Regions from separate parts of the Astyanax mexicanus genome. Here region 2 is linked to region 1. Evidence: chromatin contacts called from public Hi-C data. All regions are on one chromosome and are shown on one strand. Each heading gives the region's core, a stretch centred on a gene start, on an enhancer-like site or on the middle of the called end of the contact. The rest is flanking DNA. Distances are from core to core; before and after follow the strand shown. Region 1 holds the start of chst7 (carbohydrate (N-acetylglucosamine 6-O) sulfotransferase 7). Region 2 overlaps slc9a7 (solute carrier family 9 member 7).

Evidence for each region. Hi-C and Micro-C count contacts between places; a contact is called where the count stands out from the background.
Region 2: a contact with region 1 is called in a Hi-C map of muscle, with 10 times the contacts expected there. The contact joins the enhancer-like site here to the promoter of chst7 in region 1. A contact is called at or near these places in 2 of 3 Hi-C or Micro-C datasets (both in muscle).

What each region holds. Positions count from the first base shown.
Region 1 is chr5:18,777,637-18,785,074 of AstMex3_surface, reverse strand. It overlaps chst7 (carbohydrate (N-acetylglucosamine 6-O) sulfotransferase 7), which reads right to left and starts at 2,526. Exons shown (of 2, transcript XM_007249094.3): 1 at 1,060-2,526. The coding sequence starts at 2,350. The coding sequence ends at 1,067. tubgcp5 (tubulin, gamma complex associated protein 5) reads left to right here and starts at 2,563. Exons shown (of 24, transcript XM_049479090.1): 1 at 2,563-2,699; 2 at 3,814-3,948; 3 at 4,067-4,120; 4 at 5,201-5,309; 5 at 5,904-6,000; 6 at 6,087-6,166; 7 at 6,396-6,531. The coding sequence starts at 3,815.
Region 2 is chr5:18,837,899-18,845,223 of AstMex3_surface, reverse strand. It overlaps slc9a7 (solute carrier family 9 member 7), which reads left to right. Exons shown (of 17, transcript XM_022675805.2): 12 at 908-1,061. Among protein-coding and RNA genes, the nearest start is that of slc9a7, 31 kb to the left of the region's middle. Within about 2 kb of position 5,128, the one cell type or tissue checked has an H3K27ac peak away from gene starts, as active enhancers do.

The sequences.
Region 1 (7,438 bases), core at 1,277-3,776:
CTTCTAGTTTACACTATGATGATGCTCAGTCACCATACCTCATCATTTCAGACCAGCAATTCCCAGTACACTCCTCTGGGACCTCCAGGCTCACCTGTACCAGGTAAGTAGGTGTTTCTAGTTGATTGGATCAGCTGTGTGGAGATTTCAGCAGTAATTAAGCTGAAGTCAAACTTCAGTGAAGTCACACACTGCAATGTTTGTGTGTTTGGTGCAAAGACTTTTCATTATTTAATATCTTGTTGATTATCCAAATGACTGTACTTATGTGGGTGTGAACAGTTTATTCTGTAACTTTCAAAACTACCCAGATATTATACAGTCATTATATAGTACTATTATTACCACCAGGGAACATTTAAACTAAACAAGCTGAATTGTTTAAATATACACAGATATTTAATTTGTCTGAGAGGGCTGAATAGGAAAAACACAAGTATGCTTAGGTCCCCACAGGTGTACACCACCTGCAGGTCTCTAAGGACTAAGCTGACGTTTATTATCTGTACTAGCTAAATGTGTTAGATCATGACTGGAGCAAATCTCTAAACCATTTTTAGGCCGTGTGACACACATGACCTAATTAAAACTTTCAAGCACACCCAAAAAGCGATTCACATAGATGCATATGCCACTCACACAAATTTTGCATACATAGAAGACTAGCTCGGGTTTCCACACACCATATATGTATGCCATTGCTATTGCTGTCTGCTAACTAGCTTGGTGGGATGTTTGATTATTGTTTCTGGTCAATGCAGTATGCCTACTGATTCAAGCATATGGTATTTTTAGCGAGGGTATTCAGAGGTTTGGAGCCAAGGGAGGCCAGCACAGATTTATGCTGATTCCTCTGTCCTAGCACTAGAAATTTGAAAATAAACGAGTGGGATGAAGTTGGGCTTGTTTGAGCAGGTAAAGCTCAAAAGTGTGCTGGAGTTTAGCCCTCCAGGATCACTAGATCCTCCTCAGTGCTCTACTAGACACTAGAGTGAAAATTATGTAAACATCAGCCCACACAAACACACATGCTCAGACTCCACGGTTCCTTCTGCTTACTTGTACTCTACGTCTGGTCCGGGTTCCTCTTCTGGTAGCCCAGCTGGCGCATGACCTCGCTGCAGTAGGCCTCCACCTGGTTGACCTGCTCCACGTTGAGGCGCTCCCTCCAGGCGTAGATGGCTTCTTTGGCGTCCCGGGACGAGATAAGGAACGGCTTGTCCGAGCTGTATCCTCGACCGCGCGTCATGTTCAGCACGAACTTCTCGAGCTCGGGCGACACCGGCAGGTCCGAGAACCGGTACAGCCGCCGGAGCTCGTCCACGGGCCGCAGCACCAGGTCCTCGTAGCGTATCTGCATGTAGTTCCTGCGCAGCCACGGCGGCGCGTTGGCCACGAGCAGCATGTCTCCGAGCCAGCCGTCGCAGATCAGCTCCATGGCGCTGGCCACGTAGTTCTCGGCGCGGTTGGCGCGCGCGCCGGGCGCGAGCAGGCGGCGGTAGCGGTCTGCGTGCTTTTTGCTGCGCAGCACCTGGATGCTCTCGCGCACGAGCGCCAGCTTGGACTTGAGGCGCGAGTTGTGCACGGCGCGCGGGTCGCGGAACAGCTGCACGACGCGCAGGTTGAGCGCGGGGTCGCGCACGAGCGGAGCCAGCACGCCCACGTCGAGCACCCGCACGTCTTTGATCACCACGGCGCGGTACTTGCGGCACTCGCGCTCGAGCTCGGCGAGGTCGCGGGGCGGGCAGCGCGCGCACACGTCTCCCTGCACGAGCCCCACGTCGCGCTTGCTGTAGGCGGCGCACAGCGGCTCGGAGCAGATCACCTTGTTGGTCTTCCAGCCGAACACGAACGCCGTGCTGACGTTGGCCGCGCCCGCGTACAGCCGCAGCACGGAGAAGTCGCAGCGGAACAGCGAGCTCATCATGTCGCGCACGGCGCCCTGCAGGCTGGCCGCGTCGCCCGGGTACAGCGCCTGCCACATATTCCACATGGGCTCGTAGAGGTAGAAGACGTCCGGGTGCTGGTTGAACAGCTCGCCCAGGAACGACGAGCCCGTCCTCCACGTGGCGTGCAGATAGATGTGGATCTTGGTGTCGTTCCTGATGCCGCCGTCCTCGCCCGCCGCCTCCGTACCGTTACCTCCTCCTCCGGCTCCTCCTGCCGCTCCGCCGCCGATGCCGCTCCACAGCGCCATAGTGTTCTCCAGGTCGGGGCACCTCTGCTGCTGCACTGCATGCTTGGCGTGAGCCGAGTGACCGCGGTAGTCCAGCACGTACGGGACGAGCAGCAGCAGGACCGAGTAGGCGACGATGAGGATGATGTACTTCTTCTGAAGCCTCCTCTTCATTGCCGCAGCGCTCGGCTCGGCGATCCACTCGGATCTGGCGCCCCCGGTACACACAGGACTATCAACAGCCCTCAGCTCCGCTACTTCTGGAAGAGGGGGAGGGAACAAACACGCCCACACCACAGAGACAGAGAGAGAGAGAGAGATAGATAGAGAGAGAGAGAGAGAGAGAGAGAGAGAGAGAGAGAGAGAGAGAGACAGAGAGAGAGAGAGAGAGAGATAGAGAGAGAGAGAGAGAGAGAGAGAGAGAGACTGTAGAGTACACTAGCAGACACACAAACACAACATAAAGGCCAGCAGCCTTTAAAATACGAGCTCACAATCAGCAAAAAAAGAGAAGAAACTACAGGTAAAACAAAAGTTCATGATCAGATAAGCTACCTAAAATGCCTGTGCCTAGAGAAAAAAGCAAGATAAGAAAATCACAAAGCGGGTGCCAACATCAGGCAAAGACCAAACAGAATAAGACCACAAGCACACAAAATAGAATCCTGGAAAAACAAAAAAATGCAAAATATGAAAGCACAAAAGTTCACAAATAGGCAAAATTCCCAAATCCAGAAAATAAGTCGGTTAATAAAGACAAGGTAAGGGTGCATACCAAAACCTTCCCAAAATAATCGCTTAACTTCTACGTTTTTCAGGAACCACAAAAATGTGACATTTGTTTAAACATTAGCAATGGTTTAAAGAAGAATAATTGGACTTAGGGTTTACTGAAACATGATAAAGAGTCCCAGCAGCTAGGTTACTTAACTTATATAGCGCTCCATTGCTATCTATTGTTCTTGAATCCTCATCCAATTCTGAGGAGGATGATTCACCCCTTCTTCTTGTAACTCTGTTCCAAAGGAAGGGGCTACAGTTTAAAACAAGGGGTAGAGGTACAAACTATTAATGGGATTGGGCTTCAAGATAGATGTCTATGGGCCTCAGTGTATCTGGGATCAGTTATAGCTAGGTTGGCTAGGAGGCGGTATAGAGCTGCTAATGCTTGATACGTTCGTGTTTAACCACAGAAGGAGCATCAAAACAGGCTGAGCGGCAAGAAGGAGAAACGGGCTGAACTGAATGAGCAGCGAATCAGTTCACTAAATCGAGACTGAACTGCGACAGGATTATTATAGCAAGCACTGAGTAAAGGGGGGAAATAACCGCAGCACCTGTGAATACTGTGAGGGGAGGACCTGCTCGCTGAGCTCGCTGGGTTAGATAGCCTGCTAGGTCTTAGCTGTATGACTGAAACCGCCGTTATGATGATGCTAAGCGGTTGGCTAGCTAACTTAGCTAACGATAGTAAGCAAGGTTCACGCTGTTAAAATGAACGTAGTGAAAACCTACAGAATCAGCTCAGCTAGACCTGTGAAGCCAGAATGGCAGTAGGAAGAGATATAAGAGTAATTTAAAATTTTAAAATCGTATTTACAATTGGCTAGTTAGCTAACTTAGCTAAGTGTCTGCAGGATGGCTCACTGGACCAAATTTGAGAAGGAGCTGGAGCAGGAGGTGAAGAGACTGATAGCACACATGACTGGCATTCAAGATGAAGAGGACCAAAACTTCCAAATGGCTCTCAAATTCGCCTGGTCAAATTTCAAGTAAGGACATGTTTGGCTCAGGCTGTATTCTTAAGCTGTTCATGTTTGTAATTATATGTTTTTTACTGTATTAAATTGTCCTTAAAGAGTTGATTTTTACTTTTCTTTATCTTGCCAGGTTTCACCGTTTCCTGGATGTCAGCAGCCACAATGTGCAGCGCTCAATAAATGGGTGAGAATAAGATTGTGTTTAATTTAATTAAAACATAACACAAAATGTAAGGAGATTTGTGTTTGGAAGATTATTTCTTAAGCCCTATCCGGACGCGTTTAATAACATAGCTATTTGTCATGTTGGGCGCACGTTTCCACGTTTCCACACAACAGCGAATGGAAATGGAGGAGCTGCTGAACGCGATGTCATGTGACTGCAAAAGTCTCAAAAAACTCACTGGTCCTCCTGTTTTTTCAATTTCACTCCAGATGCAGAGGTTTTACCACTAAGTGAAAGTATGAAATATTTTTCATAGACATCCTCCTGAGAAACTAATCCTATCTGGATAGGGCTTATGTTGTAACAATACTTCTTGACATTAAATCTCATACAACTATAAAGCCTCTTTATTATTATTTTTAATGGAGCCACATTTCTAAGGAACACATACTTTTGGGATGAGCAGCAGTGCTGAGTATGTGGATTGCATGAAAAATTGGCCAAATATTCTTATTCTTATTATTATACAGCTTATTTTGCTATTAACCCTTGTTTTAAGCCACTGGTTCCCCCGGGTGCTGCCTTATTAGCAGTGCATGTGAGCATGGGCTATGCTACTGTGGTCAGTTGGTGTCTGCTCAAAGTATAGGCATGCTACATTTGTCTGATCTGGATAGGGACCATGTGGAAGGCCAACTTCAAGCTGGTGTTCCAAAAAAAAAAGTTGCAGCGTTATTTGGAGTGAGCCATAGTAGCATCTTCAAATTAAAGGCTAAGTTGAAGGCTACAGGGGATGTCTGTAAAAGTTAGCGGCCCAAGAAGATGGTCAAACACCAAATTAGTCAAGAAGAGGACAGATGAGCTGTTTGGCAATGGCAGAGAGGAATGGCAAATTTGTCACGGGCACAACACACATACTCAGCTCTGCTGCTTATCCCACAAATGCATGTTCATTACAAATTAAAGAGAAATTAACAGGCTTTCAAAAGGTATAAGATTTATTACCGAAGAAACAAACTACCAGAGACACATGTTCTTACCTTTCCAGCTATGCTTAGTTTACAAACTGATAACATGTTCACCTCTTGCATTTCTTAGAATATATGAGAAACTCATGGTGCACTCAGACCTGTGTAAAGCAGAGAGCTGGACACGACTGACTGAGGAATTCCTGAACTCCCCTCTTCCTACTGCTGAGGGTACCATGGTAAAACACTCTAAAATCATACTAGATTACTTTAAAACATTAAGAAACCTGCAAAGTATACACTACCAGTCAAAAGATTGGACACACCTTCTCATTTATTGTTTTTCTTTTATTTATTTTCTACATTGTAGATTAATATTAAAGACGTGAAAACAATTAAGGGACACATATGGGATTACTTAATAAAGATTTAGGATAAGCTGGAGCTTTTGGAAGGAAAAGCAGCGACTATTGTTCAGCACCTCCAGGAACTTCTTCAAGATGCTGAGGAAACTAATCCAGATGACTCTTCCTCATAAGGACACCGAGATTAAAACACCAAGAGTGTGCAGATCTGTCCTCAAAGCTAAATGTGGTTCTTAAAAGAATCTAAAATATAAAACACACATATATTTTGGTTTGTTTACCACTTTTTGTTCAAAACTAACTTTACATGTTTCTGTATAACTTTAATGTCTTCAATATTAAATTCACCATGGAAAACCTCAAAGGGAAAGAAACAAAGAAAGAAAAACATTGAATGAGAAGAGGTGTATCCAAACCTTTGAGTTGTATTGTATGTACTGAAAGTTGGCTTTTTACTGTTTCGTATAGACTGATATCCACCATGGGATATTGGCGCTGTTACTCTTCCTGTCTGATTCTCCATGTAATACTAACTACAGTGAAAGGCCCAGACTAAAAGAATCTGGTAAGTTTTCTTGTGTCAATACTTGTGTGTTCTGACTTGTGTAGTAAATGTATAAATCTTTAGTCAAATAAAACTAATCGTTGCAGAAATGAAAGACACCTTTGACTGGGCTAAGTACTTAATGGAAGGAGAGGATATTGAAACAGGGCCTTTTCCTGACACTCCAGTGAGTATGCTGAGTTAAACAATAAATCTTAGTGTATTGCTGTGTACTGTGTATTGCTGCAGTATTGTAAAACATATATTTTTAGCACATGTTTATTTAGCCTGCCAGTGACATAAACAGCTATAGCTTTCAATTTACATCTTGGACTAATAACCTAACAAGGTTTGAGCTGTAAATCTGTGTAATTTACAGATGTAGTGAATATATATTTGTACATATTTATTTTCAGGAGTGGTCAGAGGATGGAAGCGAGGAAGAAGAAAGTCAGCAGCCCATCAGCAGAGAGGATTCTGGGATACAGGTTGACAGAACACCACAGGAAGATCAGGAACAAAACAATAAGACAGTACAAGTCACTTGGGCTGGTAAGGGCACACACACTTAACACTAATAAAGGAACTAAACTGCATCCAAATTCACATAATGTAACACCAGATAATATTGGACATGCAATATATGAACATGAACTAAATACTTTTTGCTGACCTGAGTATTACCCATTATGATTTCTTAGCAAGGAGTACAGTTCAGTGAAAATGACTTTTTTTTGCATTATTATGATGTTATATTATTATTATATATGGCATTAAAATTTCTTTAGGTGACGATAATGTTTTTCACAATTGTTTCTGTATAATATATTGTTCAAACCATAATAGTTATTCTTACACGACTAGAAAGTATATAAAAAGTCACATTCTGTAATTTGTACAATAGTATAGTCAACAAAATATGTTTTAGTTAGCTGTTTTGGGTAAAGCTATAGATACTGCAAAGGACGCAGTCATTGTTACATTGTGTAGGTCTTCATATATTGCAGGAAGGCTTGAAATAATTAATAATGCCTAAAATTATAAATCAAATATATAGCTCTGGAAAAAAGTAAGAGACCACCTCAGTTTCTGAATCAGTTTCTCTGATTTTGCTGTTTATAGGTATAAGTTTGAGCAACATGAACATTGTTGTTTTATTCTATAAACTATGGAAAACATTTCTCCCAAATTCCAAATACAAATATTGTCATTTAGAGCATTTATTTGCAGAAAATAAGAAATGACTGAAATAACCAAAAAGATGCAGAGCTTTCATACCTCAAATAATGCAAAGAAGAAGTTTTAAGAGTTCCAAAAACAATGTTTGGTGGAATAATGTTCTCCTCCACCAGTTTTTCAAACTGCTTTTGGATAACATTGCCATTCCTTGTGCAAAAATTCATGCAGTTCAGCTCGGTTTGATGGCTTGTGATCATCCATCTTCTTCTTGAGTATTTTA
Region 2 (7,325 bases), core at 3,879-6,378, 58 kb before region 1:
TTTTATTTCTGCTGAAAAGCTGGTACGTTTTTACCTTTGGTCAGTCTGACCACAGATCTATGAATTTAAGAATAACCTGGTATGTTAGCCAGAGAATTACTACAGCTATAAACAAATGCTGCCTCCCTTTGCACCATGTTAAATTATAAAAGAATATATACACTAGTGCTGAACGCAGTACCTTTTTCCTGTATGTTCTTTCTTGCTGACAGGTCTGACCTATTGAGAATAAAGTTCAATAGTTGAGAAAAAAATTCTCAAGCAGTTTGTTGTGGCACACTTTGGTGAGCTTGGGTTTTTTTTCTCATGAGAACTAAGAAAAAATATTCAAGGTTACAAACCAACTGTAGGTGTGAAACCACCCTTAGAAATACAATTAAAACGTTCAAAAGTTTAAAAGTCAGTAATATTAGTGATGATAACCACTATGTTGCGCAAGGTAAAAAAAAATCAAATAAAAATACATTTGTTAAATCTGTACTGTATTATCTTATCCATAACTCTGCTTGTCAATGAACAATTTTCATTTTTTTTTTTTTTTTTTGAGTTGCAATTATGCTCCCCTGACATGAACCCTGAGATTAATCACTCTGATGGAGCAGATCATGGCCTAAAATAATAATAAACGAGGAATTAAAATCAGGGCACATTTCAATGGCAGACCTAAAACTGGAGCAGCTCCCTTGCTAATACTCAATCCTCTACTAACTTTCTAAAGTGGCTGTAAAGAGCATCTAAATCCTGATCGAGTAAACACTATAGATGTAAATCCAGTTACACCATGGCAGATTCACTCTATATGCCCCTGATCTCAGGCAGGTCTCTTGAGTTCTTGTCCTGCTTAGATGTCTGTGTGTCTGTCTGTCTTTTTTTTGTGATTTTTATAGCTTCTATGCTGTTGTTGCAGGACTGCGTGGAGCGATGGCGTTCGCACTTGCGATCCGGGACACAGCAACCTATGCGCGACAGATGATGTTCACCACCACGCTGCTCATTGTGTTCTTCACCGTATGGGTCTTTGGTGGTGGCACTACACCCATGCTGTCATGGCTGCATATCAGGTCAGGCAATACTTTGTTTTTTCTGTAACAAATAGAAGAAAATGTAAAAGATTTTAAATACAGGAGTTTAGTTTGTTTGTTTGTTTGTTACCTTTGCTAATTTTATAACTGGTCAAAAGAACTCTTAAAAATAGGCAAAATTGGCATCAATCAAGCCTAATATTGTAATGATCACCCCCTTGTTTCTGCTGTATTAAAAGTAGTAGTGTCTAATAAAGTGAACAGTGAGTGGACATTTCAGTATACTTAATACTTCAGTATTAAGTGTCTTATCCGCTTAAAACAGCAATACAAACGCTAACACACCACTACCACCACCACCACCATGTCCTTGTCACTGCAGTGTTGCGAATGAAAAAATGAAAACATGGATGATGAGTGTTGAAACAAGGAGATGGTTATGATGTTACATTATGTTTGATTGCTATGTCACACAGCTCATAACCATTGTAGCAGCCAGGCCTGCAGATGTAGATGTTCCTCAGAGAACCGTACACACCCTCTGATAGGTTGAAATATTCATATAATGAGTGTAAAGTTCAGTGACACATGCTCTTATTACTCTTCAGAGGAAATGAATACCTCAGCTATGTCATGATGGTTGGAAAAAATGGCAAGTTAAGCCTATCCACTCTCCTGAAAATAAGTTGTGGTGGGAAAACATGATCTGCAGTAGAAAAGTCAGAATCTGTAGCGCCCACGTCTTTCTTGAATTGTATAATATGCTTTTATAAATGTATATAAAGCTTTCTCCCCAAGCTTAAACCAGTGCTTGAGGAAAAAGATAATGTGCATTTCAAACTTCAACTGTTTATATTATCACTAGTGTTTAATACAGGTTATGTTTTGATTTAACTTTAGTTGAAAGTGTTTGGCTTTTAAATCATAAGGGAAGTTGCTGGAAGGTGGTCAGAAATACTCTGAAACCAGTGTTATGTTGTCAGAGTGTAACGCAGCTGTTATGGTTACTGTGTGTGTGTGTGTGTGCGCGCGCTTTTTTTTTTTTTTTGGAAAATGGGCTCTAGACCAGACTTTCCCCATCCTGGTCATGGAGGGATCCTGCCCTGCACATTTATTCAGGGATGCAAGCAGATTTGTTCCACAGGGGAAAAAAAACTTTCATTGCATTCATAAAGACAAATGATTTATTATTATTATTATTATTAGGGCTGGGTTTCAAAATTTGATACCAAAAAGGTACAGACCGAAATGTTTCCGTACTACAGGGTACCAAAAGGTCCAAAAAAATTTGGTGCCTGTTTTCGATACTTTCCATATATATTTGTAGTTTAAGTAATACTGTTGTTTTTGAATTGAGATTACTGCTTTTTGTATTTTTTGTTAAAATTTAGGAAGAGGTAGCGAAAAATTATTGTTTGGGTATTGGTACCAACTTTAAAGTATCAAACTGGTACCGGTATCGAACATTTTTAAATGGTACCCAGCCCTAGTTCTTATTAACAATTTCTATATATATATATATATATATATATATATATATTGTGGTAGGCCCCTGGGGTTAGGGGCGTGACCACTGTGACCCGGAAGGAGGAAGCTCACAGAGAACAAAGACACGGGGAGTAAATGAACTCAAACGTACCTTTATTTTAAATGCCCTCCACCACACCCAAAAACAACTCAAAACATAATGCTAGCCCAGTGGGGCTCTATAGTTCAGTAGTTTCTTTAGTTTCTTTTGTTTTAGCGTCCGCGCAGCCTCAGCCCTCAGCTCCCCAGTCAAAGTCCTCCCAAATGATGACGGAGGCTGAGTATATATGCCTGTCTCAACTGGCGGCTCAATCAGCCCTCATGCGGGCCAGCTGAGACAGGCATGGCTTTGCGCTCTGGCGTGGGGCGGACCCACAACTCCCCCGCCTCCTCACGCCACAATATATATATATATATATAGATTGCAGTGTTTGCGTCTGCATATTATTTTCAACCCTTCCTTTTGCATTGTTTAGATGGCAACATTGCTTCTGAATTATTTCTACGTTGATGAGCATTGTGGTCTCGAAATGAGATTCGTTGAGGTGCACCACTGACTGAAAACAACTTAGGCAGATGTCAACAGTCCCCACTGGACACTGACTGCGCTATTGAAATAGCAATCCGCCTGAAAAGTTAGAGCACTCCTGGCTCTTAAAGGGAATGGCAAATGAGACACTGATTTCTTTATCGCCCAAAACACACCTGTGATTAATTAAGAATATTAGTACATGTCTTTTGGGTTTCAGGCCATGCAAGGCATAGTTTTCCTGTTGTTATGGTAGCAAACACACACTGATATGGCCCAAAATAAAGCTGCGCAGGGCACGGTTGACGACGCCTATAGATTGCTAAATATAGATAAAATAGGGCCCCAGGTCTGTAACACTGGGTACTGTTGGGAAAGAAATAATATGTATGAACCCACTTATTGATTTAGAGCCTATGCTGTGTTCTATTTACCTTGGATGTCAAAGCTTGGAATGATTGCTCACCAGAGTTGACTGTATTCCAGTTAAACATTCAGCTTAGAAATAACGTTTCTAATGATACCACTGTATATGCTATTTTTCACATCCATACACTGTAAAAACATATCCATGTATAGAAGTTGGACAGAGCCATGTGTGTACGACTGATTTAATGTCTCACAGACAAATCGAAACAAGTGCTAATACCGTACACTGTTTAATTCTACTTCTGAAGCTACTGTTGATATGCAGTTCAGCCAACTAGGTTTTCCAACTCTGGGTTCATGAGGTTCTTCTAACTTTCCTAGTAGGAAATCCAGCCTGAAGGAGTGATCCAGTTCAAATTTCTTACTTTGAACTAGAAAATGTTGACATTGTAGCTCATGGAATGCATCACTAGGACATTGTCTCAGATAAAAACAGCAAGATTCACCTCATATAGAATCTACAACCCACCTTAAACATAGGCTCTAAATCTAAACTCTTGAATTTTTTTTCTTTTTTTTATAGAAACATTATTCCAGAAACCAAAGGAGACGTTATTGTAAAGCTCACAAGGGGGCCTTAAGGAAACAAATGAACTTTATTTAGTCTTATGGGAAATGAGGCCTGCTCTGCTTCAAATAGTTTGTCCTCTGTGGGGGTGTATGGAAGCACGAGGAACTGGCAGTTTAACCCTCTACAGTGTATATCGTCGCTGTCCAATGAAAAATAAGTACCTCTAAAATGGCAACTTTACAGGAAATAGAAAAAAACAAAAAACAATATAGCTTTTATTTAAGTAAATGTAAAAAGTGTTTATTTCAGATAATTTTGGAGAATTTCTGTTGGTCCATTCCTCAAGAAATTTTGACATAGTGACATAGATAGTTTGTGTGTTCAGATTATGTAGTAAACTAAAAATGCACAAAAATGGAGATACTTGGTATATTATTGTTCTTGTTATTATAGAATGTTTTTGACAGGTTATTTCCGAATAAAAGTAGATGATTTTTGTCTGAAACTTTGACTTTTTATAGAAACCAGTATTTCAAAACCAAATAAGATGGACTGTTTAAGATGGATGACTTCAGCATGGTTTTACAGCAACATGCAATCACGTCTAGGTTCTGTGGAAAAGCTAAAAAAAGCTAGACTTTCAGATGCTGGATCTGCTGTATTTGGATTGAAAGGGAAAATGTTAACAAAATGTTCCTTTAACGCTGATGTAATTTCCTGCCAGTGTCCAGCAGGGGGCGCAAACGCTCACCACAGTAACCGATGACCTCTTTGGACTGTATTGCTCTTGTATGATCACCATAGTGACCGATGGCCTGAGAGCCCAGACAGAGAATGGGGTTGGAGAGCAGCAGCACATCTCTTGTGAAAGCAGACGAGGAGGAGCAGTCTATTACTGATAGGGAAGTTCATATTAGCTATTAGATCTTTATGCAAAACATGCTGTGTGGTGGAGTGCAGCTTATCAGAGCTGGGAAGGACAATAAGTAAACGACTCCATGGTTCAGCCCATGGCAGTCAGACAGGATTGGTCAGCTGTGAAAGCATCCAAACGCTTACGTCAGGAGTCCTCCTGTTCTCCTGTGGTCTGGAATTTAATAATAAATAGGAGAATAAATGGAATAATAATGTGCTGAATAGAACAGGCTGAGGGGTTTGAGGCGGTTTTGAAGCTCAGCCACTTCAGGACTGATGGAAAAAGCAGGGGGGGTTGTTTATCTAGGCTTGTGCTGGCTGTAGCTTTCTGCATGCTGTTAATAAGTGCCTCTAGTTCTCGAGATAAAGAGGATTATAGCGCGCTAATGTTGATGACAGATGCTAGACGGTGGATGGGACTAAATGGCTCATGTTATTGCTTGTAATGCTGCTATGCAGTAAAGGAGATTTGGAGTGTTTTGGCAGGAGAAACAAAGACAGAGGGAGACATTCTTTATTTTTATGTTAGCTGTTGTTTTTTTATAACTAAATTGAGGGTATCAGACCCAGGCTTTGTTGTAAAAGCTTACAGGAGAAAACAAATCAGTGCTTACATTTTTGTGACAATATTCCGATTCTAAGTCAGTCAATATGTGCAGAGCGTGGGTTGGGATTGTGGCTGTTTTTTGTCCTATAAAGGAATTTTATTATATTTAGTATAATGGGAAAGAACCCTGCTCTGCCTCATCTCCATTTTTGTTGAACAAAACTCGATAAAACACGCAAACTGTCACATACACTGTTGAACCTTTTTTTAGTAAACGGACCAGTAAAAATCCTACAAAATTACCTAAAATAAACTAAAATAAAATGACATTTACTTCCATTGATAAGAAGGTTTTTTCTTACTCTTGTTAAGTTACTGTTTTGGAGAAACTTGTATTTCATCTGACACTGATGATATATCGAATCAATTAGTATATTACTTGTATATTATTGTGTATTACATATTCATAAGTAATAAGTAATCACTACCATACCCATCACAAGTAGGTTTATTGTCCACAATGGACCCATTATATGTTTGAATTCTCCAGAATTTAATTTAACCTAATTTAATTTAACCCCTACTGGGCTCACAAGTGTAAAGAGAAAAGCAGTTTTGTGTAGGGATGAAACTGAAAATATTCAGCCGAAAATGGCAGAATAAACTGAATAATCAATATAGAACAATGAATCATTCATTTTTGGTCCTCTTACAGTGTATACTCTACATTTAGGACTGTTTTCAGCAGCAGCACTTTACTGGAACAGATTCTGAAGCAAAAAAACGTCAGAGTTAGCTTAAAGCTTCTTTTAGACTGAGCTCACACACAGACTTTGGTCTGTCATCAACTCAGCGAGTAATCGAACTCAGAAAACCGCCAGCAAGAAATGCAGCTAAAACACAAGACCAAAATACATTTAGGTTATTTAATATATGAAATGGTGAAAAAGTGGCATAACTGATTTTTTTGCATTATAAAGCACACTTAAAATCTTTTAATCTTATTTTTTACCATTCAGGTTGTAAGGAGCAGTAAAGCCACTCCTCTGAAGTTTAGTTCTCCAGCACTAAGGCTGGAGCAGTATTAGCATTAGCCTCTAATAGCGCTAAGCGCTAGTTCTTTTGCAGTTCAGAGGCGAGTAGCCTGCTGCTAACCCTGGCTAGCACTGCTGGAGCAGCAATCGCATTAGCCACTAAGCGCCAGCTGTTTCGCCATTCAGAAAAGAGTATTACCGGCCTGTAGCCTCCTGCTGAACCTGCTGAAGCAACATTAGAATTAGTCGCCATGCGCTAGCTCTTTCAGTGTTCAGAGGCGAGTATATTGGACTGTAGCCTGCGTGTTTACTGCGTTAAAACAAGCTCACTCAGGGTTCCTCAGCGTAGCTGTATAGCTGTCAGGCTGCATTTACTGTTAGCCGATAATGCTAATGCTGCTGCTGCTGCCCCAAGCCTTAGTGGAAATCTGGAAATCTAAGCCTACTGTGTAAAAAAAAAGAATAGAAGAAGTGTTTTATTTAACCAAATAAACAGATTTCAGGAGAGAAAACTGTGTAGATTAACATCCAGCCCTCATTTTACTTCAAAAGAATCTTAGGTTATGTCCACATTCGGCACAGTATGGGTAGCCCAAGTCAAATTTTCACTGTGTTTGACATTTTACGCTGCATTGGCTTGTCAGTACAGAATTCTAATCTAGTTGAACCCCTACTGGCTTCATCAATGTCAAAAGATGAGCAGTTCAGTGGTTATCTAATGGCAATTCAGGCCTGCACTATTTATTAAGTGCCTGGCCTTTCATGTATCAAGGGAACAGCTTGCTAATCTGGGAATGTATGCAGAGTCCAG